2 separate regions of the Mus musculus genome follow, and region 2 is linked to region 1. Evidence: chromatin contacts called from public ChIA-PET data. All regions are on one chromosome and are shown on one strand. Each heading gives the region's core, a stretch centred on a gene start, on an enhancer-like site or on the middle of the called end of the contact. The rest is flanking DNA. Distances are from core to core; before and after follow the strand shown. Region 1 overlaps Adap1 (ArfGAP with dual PH domains 1). Region 2 holds the start of Sun1 (Sad1 and UNC84 domain containing 1).

Evidence for each region. ChIA-PET counts read pairs in DNA pulled down with a chosen protein or histone mark.
Region 2: an RNA polymerase II ChIA-PET map of memory CD8 T cells shows a contact between it and region 1, with 88 read pairs. The contact joins the promoter of Sun1 here to the enhancer-like site in region 1. A contact is called at or near these places in 7 of 115 datasets of contacts at active chromatin or transcription factors (CD8 T cells, the SCID.adh cell line, effector CD8 T cells and 2 more) and 3 of 9 other capture datasets (adipose tissue, liver and pancreatic islet).

Annotation. Positions count from the first base shown.
Region 1 is chr5:139,300,704-139,308,106 of GRCm38.p6, forward strand. Adap1 (ArfGAP with dual PH domains 1) reads right to left here. Exons shown (of 11, transcript NM_172723.4): 2 at 7,039-7,169; 3 at 1,601-1,692. Among named protein-coding and RNA genes, the nearest start is that of Adap1, 21 kb to the right of the region's middle. Within about 2 kb of position 3,063, at least 64 of the 459 cell types and tissues checked have an H3K27ac peak or open chromatin away from gene starts, as enhancers often do. A contact at or near this core is called in CD8 T cells, the SCID.adh cell line, effector CD8 T cells and 1 more, where this site is marked.
Region 2 is chr5:139,198,777-139,205,904 of GRCm38.p6, forward strand. Sun1 (Sad1 and UNC84 domain containing 1) reads left to right here and starts at 1,861. Exons shown (of 23, transcript NM_024451.2): 1 at 1,861-1,923.

The sequences.
Region 1 (7,403 bases), core at 1,813-4,312:
GAAAGTTCCAGAAGGGCAAGCGACTTCCACGGCCGTGCGCTGCCTGGAGGCTGGCCTCTCCCTGACCCCAGGCAGGGTGGCTTCTGCCTGCCCACAGAGTGGGGCTTTCCAGCGTGGATCCCTGCCCTCCCCCCACATCCTCCAGGAGCTCTCTCAACCCCTCTGGGACCCAAAGCCTCTTCTCAGGGGCTACGGTGGGTGTCCATACACTGGGTCTCCATGACAGCACACCGGTCATCAGAGCGGTGGGTATGACTGACCTCTGCCCCACTCTGCTTAGAGAGGATGTGAGCTAAAATAAAATGCTTCACCCTGCCAGGGAAAGGCTGCTAAGGATGGCCAGACCCAGAGACTCTCCAGGAGCTCAGAGGGGAGAGAGGACCAGCGCGGAGGTCGGCATCCAGGCTGGGTGGACACTCAGGCCAGGTGGACACGGGGCCTCATAAACAGAGCTGCCCCTGTGACCAGGCTCTGCCACTCTGCCTGATTTCCTGAGCCCTCAGGGGTGGCTATCTGTGCCAGGTACCCAGAAGACAGACATAGTGGGATGTCCTGCCCTGCCCTGCCCTGCCCTGCTCTGCCCTGCCCTTCAGGAACCTTGAGACCACTAAGAAGTCAGTAGAGAATCTAAGGACTGAATCTAAAGGGCCCCCCAGCTCAGCAGGATTGAGAGGTGCCACACAGGACCAAGCCCTGGGAGACAGACAGCTGGAAGGAAGTTCATAGGGGGTGTGTCAAGCCAAGAGGGACCCAGTTCCCCCACTCTCTGCTACACATGCCAGGAGAAAGGGCTTGCACAGGGAGCTAGGGCTGGGATCCTAGGAGAGAGGGAGGGAAGAACCAAGCCCACAGTTGTCACTGGCTTATTATGACTGTCCTTGTTAGCTTGGAAGGTGGGGAAACTGAGGCTGAGAGAAAGTAGGTAGCTAGCCTCTCTGTCCCTCTTCCTGAAGTTTCTTGATACCAGGTGGCTGGTGCCATCAGGTAGCTTCTTACATCTCCCACCCAAACCACCAGGAGCATCCAAGAGGCCCAAGGTTCGCTTAGGACCCCGAGAAGGGACCTTGATAGCTCCCCAGTGCTCTAAGGCACACCCAGAAGCTACAAGCATAAAACCACGATGGTGGTTCATGCCTGTTTTCTAGTACTCAGGAGGCTGAGGCAGGAGGGTGAGGAGTTACAGGCTAGCTTAGGCTACCTACAGATCAAGATGCTTCTATAAAGGGAAAACAGGTAGATAGATAGATAGATAGATAGATAGATAGATAGATAGATAGATAGATACATACATACATACATACATACAGACATACAGACATACAGTCATACATACAGTCATACAGTCATACATACAGTCATACAGTCATACAGTCATACATACATATATACATACAGTCATACATACATAAATGGATAGAGGCCAGGTAGTAGAGATAGCCAAGGCCCTTCTCACTGGGCTCCTGAGGGCCTGTCCCATAATCTTTCCCCAAATACTAAAAGTCTCAGTCCCCTCTGAGTGTCCCATAGGCCCGCCCAGTGCCACCCAGGGCCAGGCCCAGTGCTGTTTACCAGCTCCTGACAGAGGCCTTTCTGTACTCACTGGCAGTCGGAGAACGTGGGCCGGTAGTAGAAGGGCGGTACTTTGGACTCAAATGTGGCTCTGGCAGCCTCGTTCCCATGAGATGCCATGAACTGCAAGAGAGAGGAGCATGGTCAGAGCCAGGGACCCCTGGATCCTGGGACAGTGGTGGCTTCTGGGTAACTGCTCCCCTTTAGGCCACTGCAAGGTCATCTGACCCAGAATGTTGCCCTTGGGATGGAACTCCTAGATCCATCCTGTCTCAGGATGGGCTCCCAGTAAGCAGGGAAGAATAGGATATAAAAGGAGTGCCCTAAAGAAAAGGCCCAGAAGGGCCAGTGATGTGGCCCAGCAGGTTAAAATACCTTCCACACCAACCAAATGATCCAAGTTCAATTCCTGGTCCTGTGGTAGAAGAAGTGAGCTAAGTCTTGAAAGTTATCTTCTGATGACCACAAGTTCAGTATGGCATGTGTGAGCTTGCACTTATCCACATACCATACAGGGATTTACACACACAATAATAAAATGCATTAAATTCAGGGGTCAATGATGTAGCTCAGTGTCACCAAGCCCAAAAACCTGAATTAGATCCTTGGAACCTACACAAGAGAGGATCAACTCCTGGATGTTGTCCTCTGACCTCCACACATGCCATGCGCATGTGTACCCTCACACATACACATATGCACACACAAACCCACAAGTATATAACTGTAGTAACATTTTAAAAGCAACTCATATACCTGCAAGATAGCTCAGTGAAGAAAGGTGCTTGCTGTTTATTAAATTAAAAATTAAAAACAACCTTCAGGGGTTGGAGATGGAGCTCAGCAGCAGAGCCCCTGCCTAGAATCCCCCAGGGAGGGGCTGGGGTGTGGCTCAGTGGTAAAGCCCCTGCCTAGAATCCTCCAGTGAGAGCTGGGGGCGTGGCTCAGTGGTAGAGTCCCTGCCTAGAATCCCCCAGTGAGGGGCTGGGGGTGTGGCTCAGTGGTAGAGCCCCTGCCTAGAATCCCCCAGTGAGGGGCTGGGGTGTGGCTCAGTGGTAGAGCCCCTGCCTAGAATCCCCCAGTGAGGGGCTAGTGATATTAGACTCCAGAATCCATAACTGATACTGAAATAAAACAACAAAACAAAACCTCAACTCTCAAGGTGAGGTGATTCAGCTGTTAAAGTTCTTGTCTCATAAATGTGATAGCTTGACCCCATGTAAAAAGCTGATGCCGAGACATTCCCTGGTAACCCAGCAATGTCAAGATAGAAAGCAGAGAGACACGTGCAAGATCAGTGGCCAGTTTGCTTAGCCTATTGGCAAAGTTACAAGCCAACAAGAGGCTCTATTACAAAGAGCAGAAGGTGCCTGGGAAGGTGCGACACCCAAGGCTGTCCTCTGACCTCTGCACACGCTTGCACCTGTACACGCATATGCACTAGGTGACAAGCAGTCGCTCTCTGAGTCTGTCTGAGTATGCTGTAAACCACAAGAAAGGCTGATCAGTTTGACTAAGCCATGACAAAAAAAAATTTCCATGTCAAAAACCACCATGAGTAAAACCAAGACACTTGTGAAAATCTATTTTCTATGAGCCTGCTTCTTGGTTGGGCGAGTTTCCTGAACAGGTCAAAAAACCCCAAGAGGGTAAAAGCAATGAAGATGGCAGGGCCGCTAAGAGCAAAGAGCAAAGAGCAAGCTGAGGATAGAAAAACTCTCTCAGCCACCGGGCAGTGGTAGCGCACGCCTTTAATCCCAGCACTTGAGAGGCAGAGGCAGGCAGATTTCAAAATTTAAGGCCAGCCTGGTCTATAGAGTGAGTTTGAGAGAGAGAGAGAGAGAGAGAGAGAGAGAGAGACAGAGACAGAGACAGAGACAGAGACAGAGAGAGAGAGAGAGAGCAAAGCTCTCTCAGAACCTTCAGCTCAAGATGAGGACCCAACTTCCCCAGGAAAAGCATACACCACTAGGTCCACACAGGTGCACCAGCTGGGATGTGGCGCAACCTCTTCTACTTTCGCTGGAGTCCTCTATGGCGGGATCCGGCAAGACTCTCCCGAGCTGCCAAGCTGCCTAGCCTCGGACCTTCCACCTCCACCTCCAAGAATGTAGGTCAACAGTGAGTTCCCAGAAGCACAAATGTCACACTGAGAAGCAGCTTGGGGGACCCAATCATTACAGAGAGATAGGACTGAAAGTAACCCGAGGCTGGCCATCTTTGTACTCAGGAGGCTGAGGCAGGAGGATTGTGAGTGTGAGATTGTTCTGGGTTATAAAGAGAGACTGTGTCTTAAAACTGAAAGAGAAAAAGAAGTAGGGTGTGGTGATGTAGATGTAAGGTCGGCACTCTGAGGTGGAGGCAGGAAGATCAAGGTTCAAGGTCATCCTTAGCTACATAGTGAGGTAGAGCCAGCCTGGGCTACATGAGACCCCTGTCTTTCACAACCTAAAAAGGGGACAAAGAAGAAAGATAAAAAGAAACAGGAAATAGAAGGGGAAAGAAAGAATGATCTAAGTGTGTCCATGCAGAGACAGCGAGCAAGGTCCACATACTCTAGAGACCATGGCAGAATACAGGAAAGACAAAGCAGTCCCTATATGTGGGTTAAAGACACGCATGAGCATACAGACAGACATTTTCCAAAGGAAGCACAAAGCACTGGTCACTGGCGGCCTCTGGGGTGAGAAGCCAAAACCAGGGGAAGGGGGGGCTCTCACACTGTCAATCCTCCGCTGAGCCTGGCAAATGTGCCCCCATGCACAACAGTAGCAGATTATTAAAACACACCAAATAGCAGGCAGGCTCGGTAGTGATGCCAGTCATCCCAAGTACTCATAAGGTTGAGAAAGGAAGACTGTAAGTACCAGGCCAGCTACAGAGTGAGATTCTGTCATTTCAGTGTGTGTGTGTGTGTGTGTGTGTGTGTGTGTGTGTGTGTGTGTGTGTGTGTGTGTGTTTGAGACAGGGTTTCTCTGGACAACAGAGCCTTGGTTGTCCTGGACTTGTTCTGTAGGCCAGGCTGGCCTCAAACCCACAGAGATCTGCCTGCCTCTGCCTCCCGAGTGCTGAGATTAAAGGCATGAACCACCATGTCTGGCTATTTCACTTTTTAAAAGTCGGGGACTCCATACTGTAGCCCTGGCTGGCCTGGAGCTTGTTGTGTAAATAAGGCTGGCCTTGAACTCAGAGATCTGCCTGCCTCCGCTGAAATCAAAGGTGTGCACCACCACGTTCAATTTTATTTATGTTTGTTTGTTGGTTTACTGTGTTTCCGTGCCCACATGCTACAGCTCACACACAGAGGTGAGTGTCGACCTGGAAGTCAGTTTTCTTCCTCCACCATGTGGGTCCCAGGGACTGAACTCAGAGATAGGGCTTCTCTGTGTAGCCCTGGCTGTCCTGGAAATCATTCTGTAGACCAGGCTGGCTTCCAACTCAGAGATCCTCCTGTCTGTGCCTCCCGAGTGCTGGGATTAAAGGCGTGCGCCACCACCTCCCAGTACAGAAAAAAACTTTTTAAAAGATATTAGACAAAAAAAATCTTGAAAAAAGTAAGTCAAGAATGGTGACACACACTCACTATCCCCAGAGACAGGAGGATTAGGAGTTCCAAGTCAGCCTTGGACACATCACAAGTTCCAGGCTGGCCTGCACATGAGACCCTGTCTCTGAAACCCAACCAAACAACTGAAGAACACTGAGAACAGTATACAAGCCTTGAAATGTGAAAGACTGCAGAGAGTGCTGGAAAAGTAGGAGTACCATCCTCTGGGAGGGGGCCTGTGGTCCAAGCCCAGACTCCTCCAAGAGCCTGGGAACTGGCCTAGGCTGACGTTCCCTTTCCTAGTCAGAGTCAGGCCTGGCCAGAGACAACAGCATCTTATCATTGTGTCTCTGCTGGTACTGCCTCATGGAATCACTGGACCAAGGCCAGTCTGCCCTTAACACAAAGATTGAGACCCTCTTCTTCTCTAGGACAGTGAAGAGGGTGACTTGGAAGATTACCAAGTCTAACTGCCTAGAATCCCCCAGGGAGGGGCTGGGGGCGTGGCTCAGTGGTAGAGCCCCTGCCTAGAATTCCCCAGTGAGAGGTTGGGGGCGTGGCTCAGTGGTAGAGCCCCTGCCTAGAATCCCCCAGGGAGGGGCTGGGGGTGTGGCTCAGTGGTAGAGCCCCTGCCTAGAATCCCCCAGGGAGGGGCTGGGGTGTGGCTCAGTGGTAGAGCCCCTGCCTAGAATTCCCCAGGGAGGGGCTGGGGCATGGTTCAGTAGTAGAGCCCCTGCCTAGAATCCCCCAGTGAGGGGCTGGGGGCGTGGCTCAGTGGTAGAGCCCCTGCCTAGAATCCCCCAGGGAGGGGCTGGGGCATGGTTCAGTAGTAGAGCCCCTGCCTAGAATCCCCCAGTGAGGGGCTGGGGGTGTGGCTCAGTGGTAGAGCCCCTGCCTAGAATCCCCAGGGAGGGGCTGGGGTGTGGCTCAGTAGTAGAGCCCATCATCCCAGCTAGGAATATGCTTCCCCAACCTGTCAGTGTTTGTTCACACTCTATATGGGGATCTGTCCTATGCTGGCCACACACTCTGCCACACTAACAGCATCCCAGCAGCTACCCTGTGTCCTGGGCCTGTGTTCACACCCATTTCCCACCCCTGCCTTCCCAGAGGGCAGCAATGCCTATTCCTTGCTCAGCTCCCCAAGCCAGCCACACAGTATGTGCCCATGTGAGGTGAATAGATAGATGTATGTAGGTATGGGTGCATGCATGGAAGGATGGGGGTGAATAGAAAGGCAGGTGGGTAAATGTATGGAGTTATAGATGCATGAATGGATGGATACATAGCTGATGAATGAGTGGATGGGTGGGTAGATGAATATATAGGTGGATATATATATATATGTATGTGTGTGTATATATATATATATATGTATATATATATATATATATATATATAGCTGGGTGGGAGGATGAATGGAGGGATAGTTGAATGTAAGGATAAATTGATACATGGATGAGTGGATGAGTAGGCAGATGGATGGGTGGATGAAAAGATGGATAGACAGATGCCTGGTTGGTTGGCTAGATGAACTGATGAGTGGGTGGATGGATGGATGGATGGATGGATGGATGGATGGATGGATGGATGGATGTGTGGACGGATGGATAGGTAGGTAGATGGATGAAGAGTGTGGGTGGATGGATGGGTCGATAGCTAGATGGAAGAATGTGGGTGGATAGATGGACAAATGCTTTGATTTTTGTTACCACGTGGCTCCTCAAAGGATCAGCCATGAAACCGTCAGTTTCAGCCAGCCCAAGTTTCCTTAAAGCTTGTGCTCTATGCCACAGCCTATGACAGCCCAGACCCTGAAGGGGCCCATTGCCTGGAGATGAAGGAGCTAGGGTCATCCCCATATATGGACACAGGGTACCCATGCCCCTCTCTCCATCCAGTGCCCCTCTCCTGACTCATACCTCAACTTGGGCCTCATCCCAGGCATCCAGACGGACTGACTTCACCTTGCTGACCTGGGGGATGTTCCGGTGGATCCCAGAGCAGCTCAAACAGATGAACACACCCAGGGTGTAGGACGCCCAGTCAGGATCTAGAAGGGAAGGGCAGAGGTCAGGGAAGCTCACCTAGGAGTCCAGAGCACGCCCATGAGGAAAGTCAGGTCAGGAAGGTAGGACATAGAATCCAATAGAGGGCCATGACAGGGGGTGGCGGTGATAGAACTGAGGGCTTGAGCACACTGGACCAGAGCTCTACCACTGAGCCAAAGCCTAGCCACTCACCAGGGCAGCAGTTCTCAACCTGTGGGCCATGACCCCTTTAGGGG
Region 2 (7,128 bases), core at 611-3,110, 100 kb before region 1:
ACATCTACCTCTGAATGCACAGAAAGCTTTAATCACAACAGTTCTAACTGACAAAATCCAAATGTCCAGCAGCTGGCCCAGGCTTCAGCAAACAATGGGCTCTCTGGCCTGCGGAGCCAGCCAGCTGCCCTGCCAAATCCACCCACTTGACTAATAGTGGACTTCAATGTTTGCCACAAATATCCATGTGGCTCGAAAGCCTCTAACATTTATTACAGAAAAGTCTCTCAACTTGCCAGTGGAAAAAATCAACATATTGTCAAACGCTTGCCATATAAGGAGGTGAGTGTGTGCATCCTGAGTGACTATCACAAGCTGCAGCAGCAGGCTATGTGGGCACATGCCTGTAATCCCAGCACTGGGCTGGAAAGAGAGGCATCCCAAGCCATCAATGGCAACAGACCCTGTCTGTGTGTAGATGTGTGCACATGCATGTGCCTTCACTAGTGTCTTTCCTTAGGAACCACCATCCACCTTGTTTTCTGAGACAGGATCTCTCATTGGGTTGGTTCCCATCAAGTTAAGTTAGTTTGGTGGCCAGCAAGCTCCAGGGATTCCAGTCTCTGCTTTCCAGCACTGAGATGACAAACATACAGCACTAGGCTTTTGGTTTTTTTAAATTCGTATTCTGAGATTGAATTCAGGTCTTTACGCTTACAGTGCAAACATTTTACTAACTAATCCATCTTCCCAGCTCCAGACCCTTTCTAAAAAGTGTAAAACCAGCCAGGCATGGTGGTAAGTGCTACTGGTCCCAGTGGAGGCAGGCAGAGCTACATAGCAAGTTCCAGGGCAGCCAGGACTACATGGAGACCCTCTCTAAAAAAAAAAAAAAAAAAAATTAATTAATTTTTTTAAAATGTAAAAGCCAAGGTCTGGAAGGATGGCTCAGCCATTAAGAGCACTTGCTGGTCATTCGGGGACTGTAGTTTGGTTGCCAGCATCCCCTTTTGGCAGCTCTGGGGCATTTGAGACCTTTGTAGGCACACACACACACACACACACACACACACACACACACACATTCATCATCCACTTAAACAGACATACACACAAACACACTTTTAGAAAAGAGTGAAAGCTAGCCAGCTGCCTGTGGCATATGGTAGTAATCTCAGTGCTTGGGAGGATAAAGCAGGAGGATTGTGGCAAACTGGAGGTCAGTCAGGGCTATGTCGTGAATTCTAGGCCACAGTGAGACAGTTAAAAAAGGAAAAACCAAGAGGGGCGTGGTGGCACACGCCTGTAAGTCCTGCTTCGCAGAGGCTGGCTTATCTCTGCGAGTTCAACGCCAGTCTGGTCTACAGTAGAGTTTTAGGGCAGTCAAGGTTACAGAATAAAACCCTGCCTATAAACAAAACAAATGCAATTCAAGGTTTTGCAAAACTGCGCAAGTGAGAGAGGGCCTGGTGGGTGGAGTCCCCAGGAGAAAAGGCTCTGGCTTCCAGCCCGCAGGGCAGGGCAGGGCAGGGCGTCGGAGGTTTCCTGCAAACGCTACGCGGGGACAACTGAGAAGAGGATGTGTTTGGGAGCCCACTGCTCCTTCAGCAGGAGTCGGATCTTCTGGGCCCACTGAAGCCCTGCCTGGAACTCAGCGCGCGCGTGCGCCTCTGCACAGAATCCTAATTCTAACGCCACCGGAGAGGAGCAGCCTCCCTAGGTGCGGCCCCTCAAGTCCCAGCGCGCCCGCTCCGCCCACTGACGCCACACGTCCCGCCCTTTCCCCGCCCCCCGCAGGGCCGTGGCGGGTCAGCGGCCTCCCCATTGGCCTGGAGCTTCAGCAGGCGCGCTTGGGATTGACGGACGTTCGCGTCGCTCCCGCCTCCGATCCCGGCGCGGCGCGCGATTGGCTGTAGATGTGGGGAGTCTTCGGTCCCGGGCCTGGGCGGTGCGGACGAGGCCTGAGGCGGCGGCGCGAGGCAGGTGAGCTGCGGCCAGCGGGCTGTAGGGGACGAGTAGGCGGGTGGGCGCTGCGGACTCCTCTCGGGTACTAGGGACTGTCTCAGGGCGGGCCGGGATGTAGGTTGCAGGGATGGCCCCAAGTGGGAACCGCCAACTGGCCACGACGCGCGTGACGCCCTTCGCGTTGCCAGGCCGCGCGCGCCCCGGCGCCCTGAGTCCAGTTGTCTCGTGTGCCCGGGCACTCTGGTTCCCCTTCGCCCCGGACCCCTGCGTGTTGGGTTCCGGGGTCTCCTGCCACCCGTCGAGGCGCACCCACGCAGGCGCCATCCCCGGGGCGCTCCCTTCTGGGGCACAGGTGTTGTAGGTGCGGCGATGGGCGCGGGCCCGGTAGCGAGTCCCTGGCCTGCACACCCTGCCACCAGCTTGTTATCCCGTGTTAGTTGCCTTCGCCCCCAGCCCGGCACGCAGGACGGTACCAAAGCTGGCCCGCTGGAGCTTTTTTGGATGCAGCCGGGGGGACCCGATGCAGTCAGCCCGGCGAACTTTGGTGCTCCCCGCTGTGTAGAGTGAAGTGTAGTCCTGCGGTGTGCGCTTCGCGCCTCCTGGACCAAATACTAATTAGATTTTACCATTCCGTCCATTGCACCGGTGTCGAATTTTAACCTGACTGTTCATACATTTTAGATCTCTCCTAAGGTCTTTTCTTTTTTCTTTCTGCGTCCCAACCTCATGTTCCTTTTCGGTCCTTTGTTTGTGTCAGGAGACAGGGTCTCATTTACGTACTTCTGACTGTCTCGGCTGTGTAGACCAGGCTGGTCTCACAAAGATCCAGACTGTGTCTGCTTCCTAAGTGCTGGGGTAAAAGGGATGTGTGCAACTAAGCTGGCATCTTGAAACAGGTCCTCAGATAGCCCAGGCCCGCCTAGAATTGACTATATAGTAGAAGATGATCTTGAGTTCCTAACCCTCTTGCTTCCACGTACCTAGGATTAGATCACAGGTGTGCACAGCCCTGTGGGTCCAGCCCTGGGTATGTTCTTGAGCAGAGTTGCAGTAATTTCTGGTTCTTCTCTCTTTTGGTTTCCTCGGCCAGGCCAGTCTTGAACTCTTTGCTTTTTCGAGACAGGGTTTCTCTATACAGCTCTGGTGATCCTGGAACACCCAGAGATCCACCTGCCTCTGAACCCAAGTGCTGGGATTGAAGGCGTGTGCCACCACTGCCCGGCTCAGGCCGGCACTTTTATAGCGTGCAGGCTGTGGAGAACTCTACCCAGGCTGTGGGGACTGGGCATGAGTCTATGCTCTAGTCACCAGAGGGTCTGATAGGATCGTCTGCCCTACCTTTTTGGTCGTTAGGTTTTTGTTGGGGGTAGGTCTTTGGTAGCTCCAGCAGGCTCTTAGTTGCAATCTGGGTGCTGTGCTTCCAGCTCCCCAGTGCTGGGGTCACAGGTGTGTGGTCCCATGTCCTCACTGGAGAGTTGGGCCAGAGATTTGGAGAGGTACTTTTTATTTCCCGAAGGTTGGCGGCCTCAGTTTATTTATTTACCCTTTGTTTTTCCTGGGAGAGAGCAGAAAGGGGATGAATGTGAAAGCCAGCTGCTGTGTGTGCTTGCGTGCGTGCATGCGTGGGTGGGTGGGTGACTCCCCTTTTAACTGTATACAGCGTTATGCAACTATCACCATTATCTAGTTCCACGGCTTTTCACCACCTTAAAGGTAAAGCCAGAGCCCACCCGCTTTCCTCCTCCCTGTCCGTTAGCTTCTGCTTACAGCCTGTGTGTGCGCCTGTTCTAGTTAACTCATTTAAGGCTCATCCGTGCTGTGTAGCATGTGCCCCTACTCTATTACTTTCTGTGGCTGAATTGTTTCCCACTGTATGGACCTATTAAATATTTAACAAATACTTTCTATCACATTTTATTCACATGAATGTTTGCTGAGGTCAGGGGACAATTTACTGGAGTCACTTGTTTCCTTCGCCTGTGTAACTCCTGGGGGGGACTAAACTCAGGTCATCAAGTGTGGTCGCAGTCACACTGAACCTCCTCGAAGGCCTTATTAAATCCTCTTTATCCACATCAGTGGATTTAGTGCTGCCAGGAACATGGGAACAAGTTTGTGTTTGAACACCTGTTTTCGTGTGTGTGTGTGTGTGTGTGTGTGTGTGTGTGTGTGTGTGAGAGAGAGAGAGATTGTGGAGGCCTAAGGTTGATGTAGGGTGCCTATCTCAATCATTCTCTATCTTTGTTTTTAATCTTTTTTTTTGTGTTTTGTTTTTTGTTTTCTTCAAGACAGGGTCTCACTTTGTAGTTCCAGCTGTCCTGGTTCTGTAGACCAGGCTGGTCCCTGAACTCAAAGATTCTCCTGCCTAAACCTTCCAAATTCTGGGATTAAAGGCGTGCAGCACCTGCTTCCTTAATTTTTAATTTTTAAAACAGTGTCTCTCACTGGAACTTAATTCTTTTTTTTTTTTTTTTTTTTTTTTGGTTTTTCGAGACAGGGTTTCTCTGTGTAACCCTGGCTGTCCTGGAACTCAGTCTGTAGACCAGGCTGGCCTCGAACTCAGAAATTCACCTGCTTCTGCCTCCCAAATGCTGGAATTAAAGGTGTGCACCACATTGCCTGGCAATTTTTGTGTTTCTGACTCTTTACTGGCTAGGCCATGGTTCCAGCCCCTGAACACCTGTTTTTAGTTCTTGGAGTATAGACCTAGGAGTAGACTTGCTGGCTCACATGGTAAGTCTATGTTTAATTCTGTGCGGAGCATCCAGTCTGCTTTTCCGCAAAGCTGAATGTTTTACACTCCCACCCACAATGTGGGAGACGGCCCACTTTGTCCATATCTTTCCTAATGCTTGGTTTCCTTCCGTCCACCCACTCACCCCATCTCAGTGAAGTATATCTTTGACTTTGGTCTGCATTTCCCAGATGACACAGGGATGTGTGTGAATTTTTGTTTTAGGTCCTCATTGGCCGTCTGTATGTCTTTGGAAAGATGCCTGTTCTGCCCTGTCCCAGTCCATGTGCACATGTGCATGTGTGTAGACCAGGCTGACTTGGAACACATGGTCTACTTGCCTCTTCCTCCCAAGTGCTGGGATTAAAAGTGTGATCCATCATGCTTAGCCTGTCCCTGTCTTTTAGTTAGGTTGTCTTGATGATTTGTGAAAGTTGTTAATACATTCCAGATACACATACCTGACTCACAAGTACCACCCCACCTCTATCTACATCTCTCTTTGAGGTAGCATCTCACCATAATCTCAGACTGATTTCAAAGTCATGATCCTTCTGCCTCAGCCTCCTGGGTGCTAGTATGACTGGTGTTTGCTTCACCTTTGACTCCTCCCCTAATTATTATTTGTGTGTGATATGTATGGGCATGTGTGTGTATAGTCAGAGGCCAATTTTGTGGATTAAATTCTCTTTCACTTTCCATTGGTCCTGGGGATGAACTCTGGGCATCAGGCTTATGTTGCAAATGCTTTAGCCATTGAGCCATTTGCCAGCGGTGGTCATCTTTTTGATAGTGTTTGTTGTGCTGTTGTTTATTTGTTTGAGGCAGGGTGTCATTGTATAGCCTTAGCTGGCCTGGAACTCACTCTGTACACCAGGCTGCCTCAAATTTAAGAGACTTCTCTGCCCGTGCCTCTTGGGCATTTTTAATGCTTGAAGTAATAAAGTTCTGTTTTCTTTAGGTGGGTGTATTGCAAACCCTAGGTCATGAAGACTTGTCTTTTTATGTCCTTTGTAAAAGTTTGATAGTTTTTGTGGTTCTGTTTAGGTTTTTGATCTGTTGTGAGTTCATTGTGGGCTATGATGTCTGAGGATCTGACTTAATTCTTTCCATAGAAGCTCAACCGTTCTAGCAGCATTTGCAGAAAGAGACTTTCTTCCCTTGTCAGTTGGCTTCAGAAGGAAGGTTAACCTTTGACCCTGTATACTTTCTGTTGGAATATGTCTGCCTGTATGTCAGGGCTGTTTGGCCTGCAGTGGATTTCTCAGCTCAGCTCCTTTTTCCAGACTTACCTGTTCTCTGGAACCTTCTGCAGTTCTGTGTAAATGAGGAACGGCTTTTCCGGGGTTTGCAGAAATGGTCCTGGGATAGTGACAAGGGTCACAGCACATCTGTATAGCCTTTGGGCAGCATTGCTTGTCAGGATAGTGAGTCTTTCTGTTCTTGGACTTTTTACATTTCCTTGTGGCATTCAGTGCCCAGTTCTGCCCTTGGGAGGTTAAATTGATTCCCAAGGCCTTTTCTTGCCTGTACGGTTGGAAGGAATTCTCAGTTCCACTTAGCCCTTGTTCATTGCTAGCATGAGAAGCACAGCTAGCTTTGTGTGGCTGTGCATCCTGCCACTTTGCTGAATTTGTTAGCTTTAGGCTATTCTGTCTATGAACTCCTGTCAGCTGAGAGTAAAGGTTGCCTCACTGTTACTGTTACTGTCTTTCCGGTCTGTACCCCTTTTCTCCCCTTGTCTTGAGTAGTTGCTCTGGCTTGAATTTTGTGAGATCCACTGCTGTCTTGTCCTTTTCCTTCCTGCACTTGGGAACATTAAGTCTTTTCGCCTTCAGGTGTGATGCTGCCTGTGTGCTGCATTCAGGGAGTTCCCTCCCAGACTGACCTGGCTCGGGATGAGTGTGTGCCCCTCCTGCCTCTACAGGATTACACCACCACACCTGGTTTATGCAGTGCAGGGATGCAGCCCAGTGCCTGTGTATGAGAAATGTGCATTCTACCCCCTGAACCACACCCACACACTATGATATTTTGGCAAGGTGGGGTCAGCTTTGTACCTTTGGAGTTTATCTTTAAAGAGCTGAGAATACAGATGTGAGCCACTACAAGTGGCTATTGAATACTGTGTTGTTCATGAAGGGGTGTGGGGATTCTCTGTACCTACTACCATGCGCAGGTGGTTTCGCCTGAGGGCATCGCCAACAGACTTCATGTCTGACCACCTCCAGGCTCCTAGTTTCCTTAACACCCTCACTTCCACATGTCAAAGGGGTGTCACTAGTTCTCCAGTCTTTGGAGTTCTTCAATGAAAACCAGGCACTTTTGCTGTTCCAAAAGCTCCATCTCTTGGCTCTTTCTTTCTGTTCCATGCGTATTTGCCTTTCCAGAAAATCTCACGCCTGTGTTCAACACCTAATTTGTTCCGTGTGTGGGTGCGTGTGCCATACGTAACACCTAGTTGGAGAGTGGAGAGGAGAGCTGGCCCA